2 separate regions of the Hordeum vulgare genome follow, and region 1 is linked to region 2. Evidence: chromatin contacts called from public Hi-C data. All regions are on one chromosome and are shown on one strand. The core of a region is the stretch at or near the end of the contact, and the rest is flanking DNA. Distances in the headings are between cores, read along the strand shown. Region 1 holds the start of LOC123444813 (protein EARLY RESPONSIVE TO DEHYDRATION 15-like). Region 2 has its middle 51 kb from the start of LOC123440479.

Region 1 (6,389 bases), core at 1,257-3,756, 170 kb before region 2:
CCGGTAAACGAGATTGAAATAGGTATGCGGATACTGACGATCGAATCTTGGGCAAGTAACATACCGAAGGACAAAGGGAATGACATACGGGATTATATGAATCCTTGGCACTGAGGTTCAAACGATAAGATCTTCATAGAATATGTAGGATCCAATATGGGCATCCAGGTCCCGCTATTGGATATTGACCGAGGAGTCTCTCGGGTCATATCTACATAGTTCTCGAACCCGCAGGGTCTGCACACTTAAGGTTCGACGTTGTTTTATGCGTATTTGAGTTATATGGTTGGTTACCGAATGTTGTTCGGAGTCCCAGATGAGATCACGGACGTCACGAGGGTTTCCGGAATGGTCCGGAAACGAAGATTGATATATAGGATGACCTCATTTGATTACCGGAAGGTTTTCGGAGTTACTGGGAATGTACCGGGAATGACGAATGGGTTCCGGGAGTTCACCGGGGGGGCAACCCACCCCGGGGAAGCCCATAGGCCTTGAGGGTGGCACACCAGCCCTTAGTGGGCTGGTGGGACAGCCCAAAAGGCTCTATGCGCCAAGGAGAAGAAAATCAAGAGAGAAAGAAAAAAAAAAGGAGGAGGTGGGAAGGAAGGGGGACTCCCTCCCACCAAACCTAGTCCAACTCGGTTTGGGGGGGGGAGAGTCCTCCCCCTTGGACTCGGCCGACCCCCTTGGGGCTCCTTGAGCCCCAAGGCAAGGTCCCCTCCCTCCCACCTATATATACGGAGGTTTTAGGGCTGATTTGAGACGACTTTTCCACGGCAGCCCGACCACATACCTCCACGGTTTTTCCTCTAGATCGCGTTTCTGCGGAGCTCGGGCGGAGCCCTGCTGAGACAAGGTCATCACCAACCTCCGGAGCGCCGTCACGCTGCCGGAGAACTCTTCTACCTCTCCGTCTCTCTTGCTGGATCAAGAAGGCCGAGATCATCGTCGAGCTGTACGTGTGCTGAACGCGGAGGTGCCGTCCGTTCGGTACTAGATCGTGGGACTGATCGCGGGATTGTTCGCGGGGCGGATCGAGGGATGTGAGGACGTTCCACTACATCAACCGCGTTCACTAACGCTTCTGTTGTACGATCTACAAGGGTACGTAGATCACTCATCCCCTCTCGTAGATGGACATCACCATGATAGGTCTTCGTGCGCGTAGGAAAATTTTTGTTTCCCATGCGACGTTCCCCAACAATTTTCAATGCTCACCTTGAAGTATGGATACCATCTTGGGCTTCCTCAAATCTTGGGTGGAGTCCGGCCAGATGGTCTCCTAATCATCTCTCCTCTAAGCTCCCCAACAACAAAAAGCACCTACTTGAAGTACCTAGAGATGGTCTCCATTGATCTCCTGAAAGTGTTATGAATGACCCTGAACCTTTATTTATGGCCAACAACATGGAGGAACATTGCCACTTGCTCTTCCACACAAGTGTTGATGTTATCTTGTAGCAGCCCCCTGATCCTGAAGGTCTCGACAAGCCTGGCAAATGGTGCTCTTTTCATTCGAAGCATCCAGAGAGCCTCGACGTCATTGCCGTTGCAGATGTAGTTCAGATTTTGGATCCTCTCTTGATCCCGGATAAACATTGGACCATAGCGGATCAAAGGTCTCCCAACACGACGAACAACTCTCTGGTGCATGAACATGACCCATGCCTCAATCACACTTATCAGTGTTGCTGCCTGAAATATCAGACTCATCCGTGCGTCCATAACCTAGTCGACATCGATGGTTCGTTCAGTGGGAAATCGATCTTACACCTTGCCTAACGACCTAACCACCGACCTAACAAAGGAGGGAGGGGGTGTTGCTTACCGACATCGGAGACGAGGACGACGTAGGGGGGGGGCATGGCCAACAGCAAGGGGAGCACCAGATCCGTCGCAAACGTCGGTGCCTTTTCCGCCGCCGCCGCCTCTAGCGCATATCTGAAATCGCAGTCGCCGCCGGTGGTGAGGCAGTAGGGAAGAAAGTGGTTATGGGTGAGCGGATAGAAAGAGGGGTGAGGCTAATTTGGCGCCGGGATGGCGTGCCAGATTTCCCATCTCGTGCCATCCCCCTCGCCCTCGCGTCGCACCCGCCCGTGCGACCTCACGCCGCTCAGCCTGGCTCGCGAGAAACTGTCGATCCGAACGTTTCCAGCGAGCCATGCTTTGAGAAGCGTGCGATGCAGACATAACAGTGAAACCAGGAAATCAAACAAGCATCTTCCTTCCTGTGCGGATCTGGTTAAGCTCGATGCGGGAACCAAACACGTCCTAAATATCTCATATACTCCCTTCGTAAATTAATATAAAAACGTTTAGATCATTACTTTGATACGGTATGGCGCACGGAAATAATGCGATCCTTGGGGTTGGGGACCAGCACGGCCGATAGGAAAACAGCGTGCCATACCCATCGCATCCCGTGGTAATAGCCACCGCAACGGATAAGAACGCCACAACGGATAAGACCGGCCAGCCAAGAGAAAAGATCCAAGAAGCGCACTATAATATCGTGATCACCCCACGCCGTACCTGTCTGTCACCGTCCATTCCCATCCCATCCCATCCCACTCCACCAGTCCACACCGCAGCAGCACTCCAGTGAGCTCGAAACCGAGAGGGCAAGAAGAGGAGGAACCGATACAGCACTACAGGCAACCATGGAGGTGGTGACCGGCAGCAACGGCGGGAGGCTGAACCCGTGGGCGGAGCCCTTCGTGCCGGGGAGCTGGTGCCGCCCCGCCCCCGTGGAGGCTGCGGCGTCGGCGGAGGTCGAGGACTTCTCCCCCGAGTGGTGGCGCCTCGTCGCCTCCTCGCCGTCCTTCCGCGACAGCTGGCTCCGCGACTACGGCGACATGGGTCTTCTGGACGCCGACGAGTGCCCGGACGACGGCGACGCCTTCTTCCCTCCTCCGGCGCTGCCGCGCAACGGTACGTGACCAGACCGGCCCAGATCTACTACTTCTCTGCACCCTTTTCTTCACGGTTGTTGGCCTTGTTGTTAAACCTGCCACCGTGGTTCTCAGCAGAGGGAGAGGGGAGGAAGGAAGAAGCCGCCGTCAAGAAGAGTGGGGGCGAGGTGGCGCCCTGGGGGATCGAGAAGTGGTGGCGGGCGCACGTCGCCTCGCCGCCGGAGGTCCCGAAGTACGCGGAGAAGGCGCCTGCTAAGGTCCTCGGCGGCGGCGGCAGGTTCAGCCCCCGCACCATCCAGCAGCCTCGCTAAGGGACCGGCGAATCTCGTCGCTCCGTGTCCATCCACCGAGATCTTGGCATAAATGAGGAAAATATACTAGAAAAAAATAGTAATCCTAGTTGTTCTGCGAGCTCTCCTGCTCCGGATAATCTTGTTGTGTCGTTGTAGTTTGAGTTTTCAGCCAAAGATCGGGCGAAGGTCAATTGCGCTGCGTATGTACAGTTGTCTGTAAATGGTGTAGTCTGTAATAAGATGCAGTGATACAATGGCTATTCAGTGCAAATGGTTCTCCATTTTTCGTCGCCTCATCTTTGGCGCTGTGATCTTTTAAACGTTGAAAGATGGATCATGAACCACAATGCTGCGTATACATTTCTGATGGAGAAAAGCAGAGATTCAACTTTGCAATCCAGAATGACTAAACTGAATTACTACACTACTTGTGATAAGAACTAGCTAAAGAGTGTTATACTACTACTGCTATATTCACACTTGTTACGGAGTAAAATCTGCACACTTGAAAGAAGAGTGGGTACGCTGCTCAATCAATCTTCGCTATACATTCCAGTTCCTTCTATGTACTTTTGCATTGAGCCACAGCTTCCCTCGGTTAGAGCTGCTATGTACCTCCTCTTGGACAGTCATTCTTTTTACCTATCACAGCTTCCCTCGGCAGTTTTCAGCACCACAGAAACATTCCGTCTGTGGACCAAAATGTTGTTCGAAGCTACAAGATGGACCAAAAACAAAAATAGAAAAAACTGAGATGATAGAGTACATCATAAAACATCTATCGTGAGGTAACTAGAGCATCTCTTCTGTGTATTTGCAACACTAATTTTCCAAGTGAAGCAATATATGGAGGGAAAAAAATTAGTGCTTCCGCAATGCTAAATATTTTACTCAGGTTCAGTGCTATATGTCAAAGATAAATCCAGAATCCAGGGCGGTTAATCTGTCTGTCATTTACCATTTCACACTAAACTATGCCTGAGTACGATCGTGATTATGTCTCAACCCTAAGCTTGTTTTCAACAAGTAATCAACCATTATTGTGTTAAGAAATACTCCCTCCGTCCTATAATATATCCTATAATATAAGAATGTTTTCGAAGCTGTTTTAGCTTCAAAAACGTTCTTATATTATGGGACGGAGGGAGTAAACAACAACAAAGCCTTTTGTCCCAAACAAGTTGGGGTAGACTATATTGTGTTACGAAATTCTGTAAAAAAGACAAGAACTTAAAACTATAATAACAATTATGACTTGATGCCTCTGGAGAATTAATATCAATATACAGTGGCGGTGCCACATGCAAATCGCCGATATGTTCTTATATTGCATCAGAATACTTTAAGTTTGAAAGATTTCAGGAAGGTTGAAAATTGACACCGTGGAGTATTGTATCTAGCATCACCACTGCTGACATATCCTTTCCAGGTAAACCTAGTATTATCACTAGGATTTTATTTTTATTTATCTATGGTGTCAGTTTGTATTGACTAATGTAAAGCCAGGAAAATGAAGTGCAAATTCTGAAACTGTGAAACATAAAATGGAACCCAGAATTTTCTTATTACAGTGCAGCACCAGAAAAGGCAAAATGATAGTATGATTTAGTCAGGATATCCAGCTAAGCATATGTACGCAAATTAACGTCATAAACGATTTGGTGGTTGTAGAATGCATATAAATTATACCAAACGTCAATGTGAGTAGTACATAACAGAAGAACGGTATATAAAGTGCTAGGCTGATTGAGTCTTTCATGTACCTGTAATTGTAGGTCAATGGCTCACCCACCTGTATACCCTGTAAAGAAAACACACCTAGCCTTGTCTTGCCATTAACTTGCCTGGCGAAAAACAACTCAGTTAAGCCACAAAAATCACTTTTAGAGAATAAACAAACAGTAAACCACTAAATCAACAAACCCACAGGTTAAAAAATTCCATACAGCAAGCTTCCGCAGATAAGACATTTACCAATTATCCAACTGACAGTTAGGTCTGCAGCTGTGGTTAAAAAAGCGACAATCATTTCCTCTGAATGTCGCATCTATTATAAAGTTGTTGTTGACTTTACACATGTAGAAATTTTGATCTCGACGCCGTTTCATGTCTTGAAGCCTCTCTTCAAATCTCGCGCCATCTATAACTGAAATGGGGCATTAAATAATTATAAAATAGTATATGATCTAAAAAATGAAGAGTATACCGAGGTGAGCACCAATCATTATTTTTTGTAGTATCTATTCTAGAAATGAAACTAGCTTTTGAATTTAACAGACATGAACTCAAGTTAACAGCAATATGTTCGGCACAATAGCAGAATAACGCAAACAAAATCATTAGGAAGGTAATCACAAGTCATATTCTCCTGTAGAAGTAGGGGTTTAAGCGAACTACAATCAGATTATTAAGAAAATCAAAGAATGAATCTCATATACCTTCTCCAACAAACTCTATCACAAAATCACCTTTCTCAATGGTTTCCAATGCTATGGCACCCCATCCACAATGTTCTGTCTACAGAAAAAATCCATCAGGGAGTTATTTGCCACACAAAAATCTCTTAATCATGTCTGTATTACCAAAGAAAGTTAATAACAAGATGCACACATAAAAGGAAACAAGAATATATTTATATTATTGGCACACCAGATTAAGTTTACGCATGAAGCCCCAAACAGAAAAATGAAATACTTTACAGAAACGGGAGAAGGAAGAGCAGTTATGAAATTAAAGAGGATGTCAACATTGTAAAAAACATTCTAAGTTGTGCAAGTTAAAACCTTCAATTACTATTTGCCTTCTCAAAACATGAACAAAAGAAGTCCAATGAATTCCTTACCTTAACAACCCCGATCTTTTTCTCTCTGCGAAATGGTCTGTTAGTGCATTTTTTTGAGCACTTGCAAGCCTGAGAGCAGCTAATGGACACCGACCTGTAGGAATTATCAAAACTTATAAATGCATTTATACCAAATGAACGCATGGAAGCATTTTATAGAATATAATTACTCTAAACTCTAACATACAGCATTACAGTATACATCGGAAAATAATTTGCTGTTCAATTGGAGTATAATAATCTGGAAAATCATTCTCTAATTATAAGCGCTTTAAATTCTGATGAGAATCAACTCTCTGCAAAATGGTCTGTTAGTGCACTTATTTGAGCACTTGCAAG
Region 2 (5,754 bases), core at 966-3,465:
AATCATCCATGACTCAACATATGAGCTCATCATGATCCTATTTCCAAGTCGACATATGTAGAATTATTCTCTTTAATTATTCTCTCAAGATCTCGATCCATCATGGTTGAAACCATAAGCCAAAGCATGAGAATGTGTGAGATCCTCGATGAACTCCACATAGATCACATCTTGTTCATCACATGGAATTCATCTTGATCGTATCATATTTGATTCAATCATTGAGCTCATCCTTGGTGCATGCACACCAATATGTATATGGCATTCATTTAGAATTCATTCGAGCTCCTTCTTGCATCTTCATGGAACAAACATACTTCAGTTCATCCAATATTGTTCATTCTTCATGCATTGCAAATAGAACATTCCTTCAAATGTATAACTCAATGAAAACATTAGTTCATTAGGATTGTCATCAATTACCAAAACCACACATGGGAACTACATGCACTTTCACATTGGAAATCGGCCTCGGGTGAGCAGCCTCGAACATGAAGGTATATCCCAATTCGTAGTGCCACACCACTGTGCATCAGGTTGTCGAACCCACATATGAACGGGTCAGCTCTATGGCTAGAACTAATCGAGGTTTGTGGTCCCTTTTGCACCTTCCTGGTGGATCTAGCTACCCATGTTTCTAGACCAGTGGGCAAGCTCTCGGTGCCGAGGTGGCGGCGCGAGAAGTTGTTAGGAGGAGAAGGAGGCAGGCCATATAGTGGCAGGGAGAGGAGGGGGCTGGCGACACCATGAATGAGAGGGGAGGTGGTGGGGAAACGAGTGCGCGAGCTACGCCATGGCATGGAGGGGAAGTGCGTGGGAGAGATGGCGAGGACAACATTGTGGCAGGGAGATGAGATGCAGCGAAAATCGATGGCTGGTTGGTTGTGCGGGCAGAGTAGAAGACGGTTGAGTGGTGCATGAGTGAAAGGAATGGCTGGTTTTTTCCCATAAGAAAAGTAGAAATGAGAAGCTTCTATATGTTGACATCAATGCCACATAACATAACAAGTCATTTCTAGAAAAAAACACCAATCAAATGATCTATAGATAGCCTATAATTTACAACTCACCAAAATGAGGGTGCGGCTCACATTGTGTGATGCAATGAAGCTCAAGACAATATTCTTCACATTGTATAAAAATATCTTAAACACATCAAATAGATCTTAGTTTGTAAGAGACAATTACTTGGATCATTAGAGTACATGATATAACTTTTATGCATGCAAATTTTGACATGCACTATGATTATGTCTGCAATTGGGCCAAATATATACATGATCCGTAACAACGCATGCCATTATACTAGCAGTTTTAGTAGTTGAGATATATGTGAAGCCGCAAATCAGCCCTCATTCTGTTTTTCTCACGCAGCTACAGGGGGCTAAAGGCCCAACTGATCTCGGTCTTCAAATTGTCGGCAACGAAGGACCGACTATTAATCGAATCCAGCCGGTCAAAGACAGCCTTATAGATCACTCGAAGGTGAGCTATCCTAGCAAGCAAACCATCCAAACTAACTGAAATCATGCAAAGTAACATCGATTGATCCAACAATATCTTCATGGACACTACTTTTCTGTTGGCGAAGGTAGTCATCGATACTACTGCGTACTTACTGAAATTGTTGTGCTATGTTCTGATCCTACGTATTATTTACCGTGTCTCCCGGCCGATTATAGGCAAGGCAAAATACCTAGGGAGTTGTTTAGAGCAACTCCAATTGCGCGATAAAAACGGACGAGTGATTTGTTTTGTATTCTGAAATTCTGGAAGAGGATGACCCCCTCCCCCTTTCACGTTCGAATTAAAAAAAGACGTCCGGGGATGGGTGACGCGTGGATCCGTGGTAGATGGTCGTCATTAATAAGACGATGATGGTTTTGACCGGGTGTCACATGTTGACGGGCGTGGACATGAGAAGGCCCGCATCATCCGCACCGACGCATTTTAACTTTAAATTTAAACCCGAAATGAGTCATCATGAATGAATAACGAATGCGTTTTAGAAATGGATCGACGTATTAGGCCTTTACTTTTGTGTGCGGTGATGCAAAAAGATCGTAGCGGACGAAATGGGTCAGTTGGAGTTGCTCTTATGATCATGGATTCATGGGTTTAGTCAACTTTTCAAGATGCATACTACTATAATGTATTCGCAATGAGAGGTGTATGGTGTCATTACAGTTTGCCGTGCTGCGAAAGGATAAGGCTCCGTGTATACGTGTGGACCAGCAATGGCTGCGTCTCGATCGATGCCATTTTGGAAGGCGTGCATCGATCGTGCCCGTGGCTACTCTTGCCGAGGTATCAATTCATACTCATTCTCGGAGTTGAAAAGGGCAGGGTTGACTGCAGGTGCAATATGAACTAAACTAGTAAACACTCCTAGTAACAAGAGGCATCAACTCAAAACTCATTCTTAGTTCGTCGACCACCATATATCATGCATATTTTGTCTGACGAGAAATTTGTCCAAGGCACTGGGATGAACATAAACAAGCTTATGCATGCTGTGACCTTTACTGCACTGAAAACTTGATAAACTGCTGCGACAGATGATAATAACTTTGCACAATTCCTTTCACCGGAAGTTGCAATCTCACACAAAAATAGTATTTGACTGGAAGGTGCAAGCTTACACCCAAATTCTAATTCAGAAGTTCAGATGCGAGCAGCGAGCCCCCACGGGAATCGTGATTAACCTAAACTAACCCACGTAACTAACGACAGGCTTGCACGCACGCACGGAGGACGAACGCAGCGATTTGTGTGCGGCGTTCGAGCGGAATTCTTCTGACTTGCAGCACCGGCCGGTACGTGACGATGAGCACCGGATCGAAGCATCATCGATCGCGCTCCTCGGATCATGGGCCAGCCTACGGTGCGAGCATCGAGGGACCATGTGCGCGGGGTGCGCGCATCGGTCCGGCGGCCGGAGGCCCCCTGAATTCGGTGGCCTGATCCCAAGGTTGATCATTGCATCCATGCTGTGTCTTGGACAGAGACGACGCAACGAGGGGCGGGCGTGCATGTAGCCGAGTATATCGACCGACGAGCCTCTCACGCGATCCATGGCCGCCGGACCCGTCGCGAGGCTCAGCCGTTGACCCTGCAGAATATTGCACGCACGGGCAGCGCAGCGCGGTGATCAGTGCGCTCCTTGGGCCGGCTTGTGTATTCGATCTGCCCTGGTCAATGCAGCTCTAGGACTAAGTACGTACATTACGTACAGTTCTTTCATCCAAAAAGTTTTTTCTTCCTCCATCTTCAATTTGTGCAGCACGCAAGTGCACCCTTTTTATAAGCTGGCAGAGATTTCTATGGAAGCTCTCTGTGCGGCTAGTATGCTAATTACGTCATCTTCAACGATGACTTATAAATTTTCTTTGGCATTTTTCCATGGATACACCGCCAACCAATCAACAACTAACTAAATTAACCAAACGAAATTCTTGCATACAAAATGGGTTTCATATAAACCGAACGAAAATATTTACATTTTAAATATATTTTAACTAAAAAACATAAAATTATGTGCACGTCTGGCCGCGTAAAACCCCACTCCTATGACATAGATACAATATACTAGTCTACGGTCAGCCACAGTTGATCCCTTTGTCTTTTCCATGTCCGGCAGCCCTCTCATCAAACCGCGAGGGCCCCAGAGACATATTCTTCCCTTGTATCTTCCCTATGTCCAGCTGCGCCGCTCATTGAAGTGGGAAAGGGGGTGCTTCACCTGAAGAGGAAGCGTGCCTACTTTGTTTCCATGAAGCCGATGTGTGGTTCCACGATGCTTTGCGTTGAGCCGAGCAAGTCACCGGCTGCGCACGCCGGCGACGCGTCGACAGTAGCCTTCCTCGGACCAAAGCGACACATGTCTCCCATGTTTTACTTTCCCTCAATGTTGGCAGCGGATGTGGACGTGCTACCCAATGATACATCTTCAACGTATCTATAATTTTTGATTGTTCCATGTTGTTATATTATCATTCTTGAATGTTTTACAATTATTTTATAGCAACTTTATATAATTTTTGGAACTAACCTATTGACATAGTGCCCGGTGCCAATTGCTATTTTTTACTTGTTTTTTTCCGTCACAGAAAATCAATATCAGATGAAGTCCAAATGCTACAAAACTTTTGGGAGATTTGTTTGAACCAGAAGGAAAAGTGAGAACCAAGGAAGCTCACCAGGGGAGGCCAGGGTGGCCCACTAGGCACCAGGGCACGCCTTGGGCCCCTCGCGCGCCCTGGTGGGTAGTGGGGGCCTCGGGCACCTCCTCCACCGTCTCTTGACTCCATAAATACCCAGATATTCCAGAAACCCTAGAGGAGTCGGCGAAAAATCGTTTCAGCCGTCGCAAGTTCCAGAAGCCACGAGGTCCAATCTAGATCCCTTTCCGGCACCTTGTCGGAGGGGAACCCGATCACGGAGGGGTTTATCATCCTCATTAGTGCTCCTCCGATGATGCGTGAGTAGTTCATATCAGACCTACGGGTCCGTAGGTAATAGCTAGATGGCTTTGTATCTCATTTTGCTTCTCAATACAATGGACTCTTGAAAATCTATTTGATGTAACTCTTTCTCTCGTGGTGTGTTTGTTGGGATCCGATGAAATATGAGTTTATGATCAGATCTATGAAATTATATCCATACTTGATTATTATTGTCTCGTATTTCTTCTTCCATATTTGGGTTTTGTTTGGGCAACTTGATCTTTTCATCTTGCAATGGAAAGAGGTGCTTTGTGATGGATTCGATCTTGCGGTGTTCAATCTCAGTGACAGAAGGAGACATGACACGCATGTATCGTTGCTATTAAGGATAAAACGATGGGGTCTATTCCTACATGAATAGATCTTGTCTACATCATGTCATCATTCTTAAAGCGTCACTCCATTTTTTCATGAACTTAATACACTAGATGCATGCTGGATAGCGGTCGATGTGTGGAGTAATAGTAGTAGATGCAGACAGGAGTCAGTCTACTTGTCTTGGACGTGATGCCTATATACATGATCATTGTCTTGGATATCGTCATAATTATTCGTTCTTCTATTAATTTTCCAATAGTAATTTGTTTACCCACCGTATGCTATTTTCTTGGGAGAAGCCACTAGTGAAACCTACGCCGCCCTGGTCTAATTCTCATCATCTATCTATTTTTCTATTCACGTTTCCAATTTATTTTCTCTTTTATTTTTGGATCTATATTATCAAAAACCCTAAAACACCTTTCTGCATTTTATTTGCCGTTACTTTATTTGCATCTATCAATCTATCTATTTTACCATTTTATCTTACCCACGAGGGATTAACAACCACTACATGCGTTTTGTTGCGAGGATTTGTTGTTTATGTGCAGGTACTGCTTACATGGTCTTGTGGATCTTCCTACTGGCTCGATACCTTGGTTCCAAACTAAGGGAATTCTTGCCGTCGCTGTGCTATATCACCCTTTACACTTGAAAGGAAAAACCAATGGATCAGCAACATCGAACATCCACCGTTTTGTCGATCTTTGCGTGCCCGATTTCTTTCCCCATCGACCGAGCGCATCCGCCAATGTTGACGGCACATGGCACAACGTCTCGCCTCGTCCATGGCAGTCACGATGCCCCGTTGCGTCATGCTCCTTTGTGTGTGTGTGGAGCAACCCGTAACTCCTCCAAGAGTTGGCTTGGAGCGGTGAGTTGGTGAAGCACGCGCCAGCGTAGAGCGGCAACTTTTTCTGTCGGGCTAGGC

The links. A called contact is a pair of places that touch in the nucleus more often than the background predicts.
Region 1: a Hi-C map of leaf shows a contact between it and region 2, with 3 times the contacts expected there. The contact joins the promoter of LOC123444813 here to the enhancer-like site in region 2. A contact is called at or near these places in 2 of 6 Hi-C or Micro-C datasets (leaf and seedling).

What each region holds. Positions count from the first base shown.
Region 1 is chr3H:539,144,214-539,150,602 of MorexV3_pseudomolecules_assembly, reverse strand. LOC123444813 (protein EARLY RESPONSIVE TO DEHYDRATION 15-like) reads left to right here and starts at 2,506. Exons shown (of 2, transcript XM_045121664.1): 1 at 2,506-2,934; 2 at 3,033-3,479. The coding sequence starts at 2,664. The coding sequence ends at 3,226. LOC123444812 (histone-lysine N-methyltransferase ASHR3-like) reads right to left here. Exons shown (of 8, transcript XM_045121660.1): 4 at 6,051-6,144; 5 at 5,647-5,725; 6 at 5,183-5,354; 7 at 4,972-5,052; 8 at 3,312-3,923. The coding sequence ends at 3,854.
Region 2 is chr3H:538,974,447-538,980,200 of MorexV3_pseudomolecules_assembly, reverse strand. No RefSeq gene overlaps it. Among protein-coding and RNA genes, the nearest start is that of LOC123440479, 51 kb to the right of the region's middle. Within about 2 kb of position 2,215, at least 1 of the 3 cell types and tissues checked has open chromatin away from gene starts, as enhancers often do. A contact at or near this core is called in leaf, where this site is marked.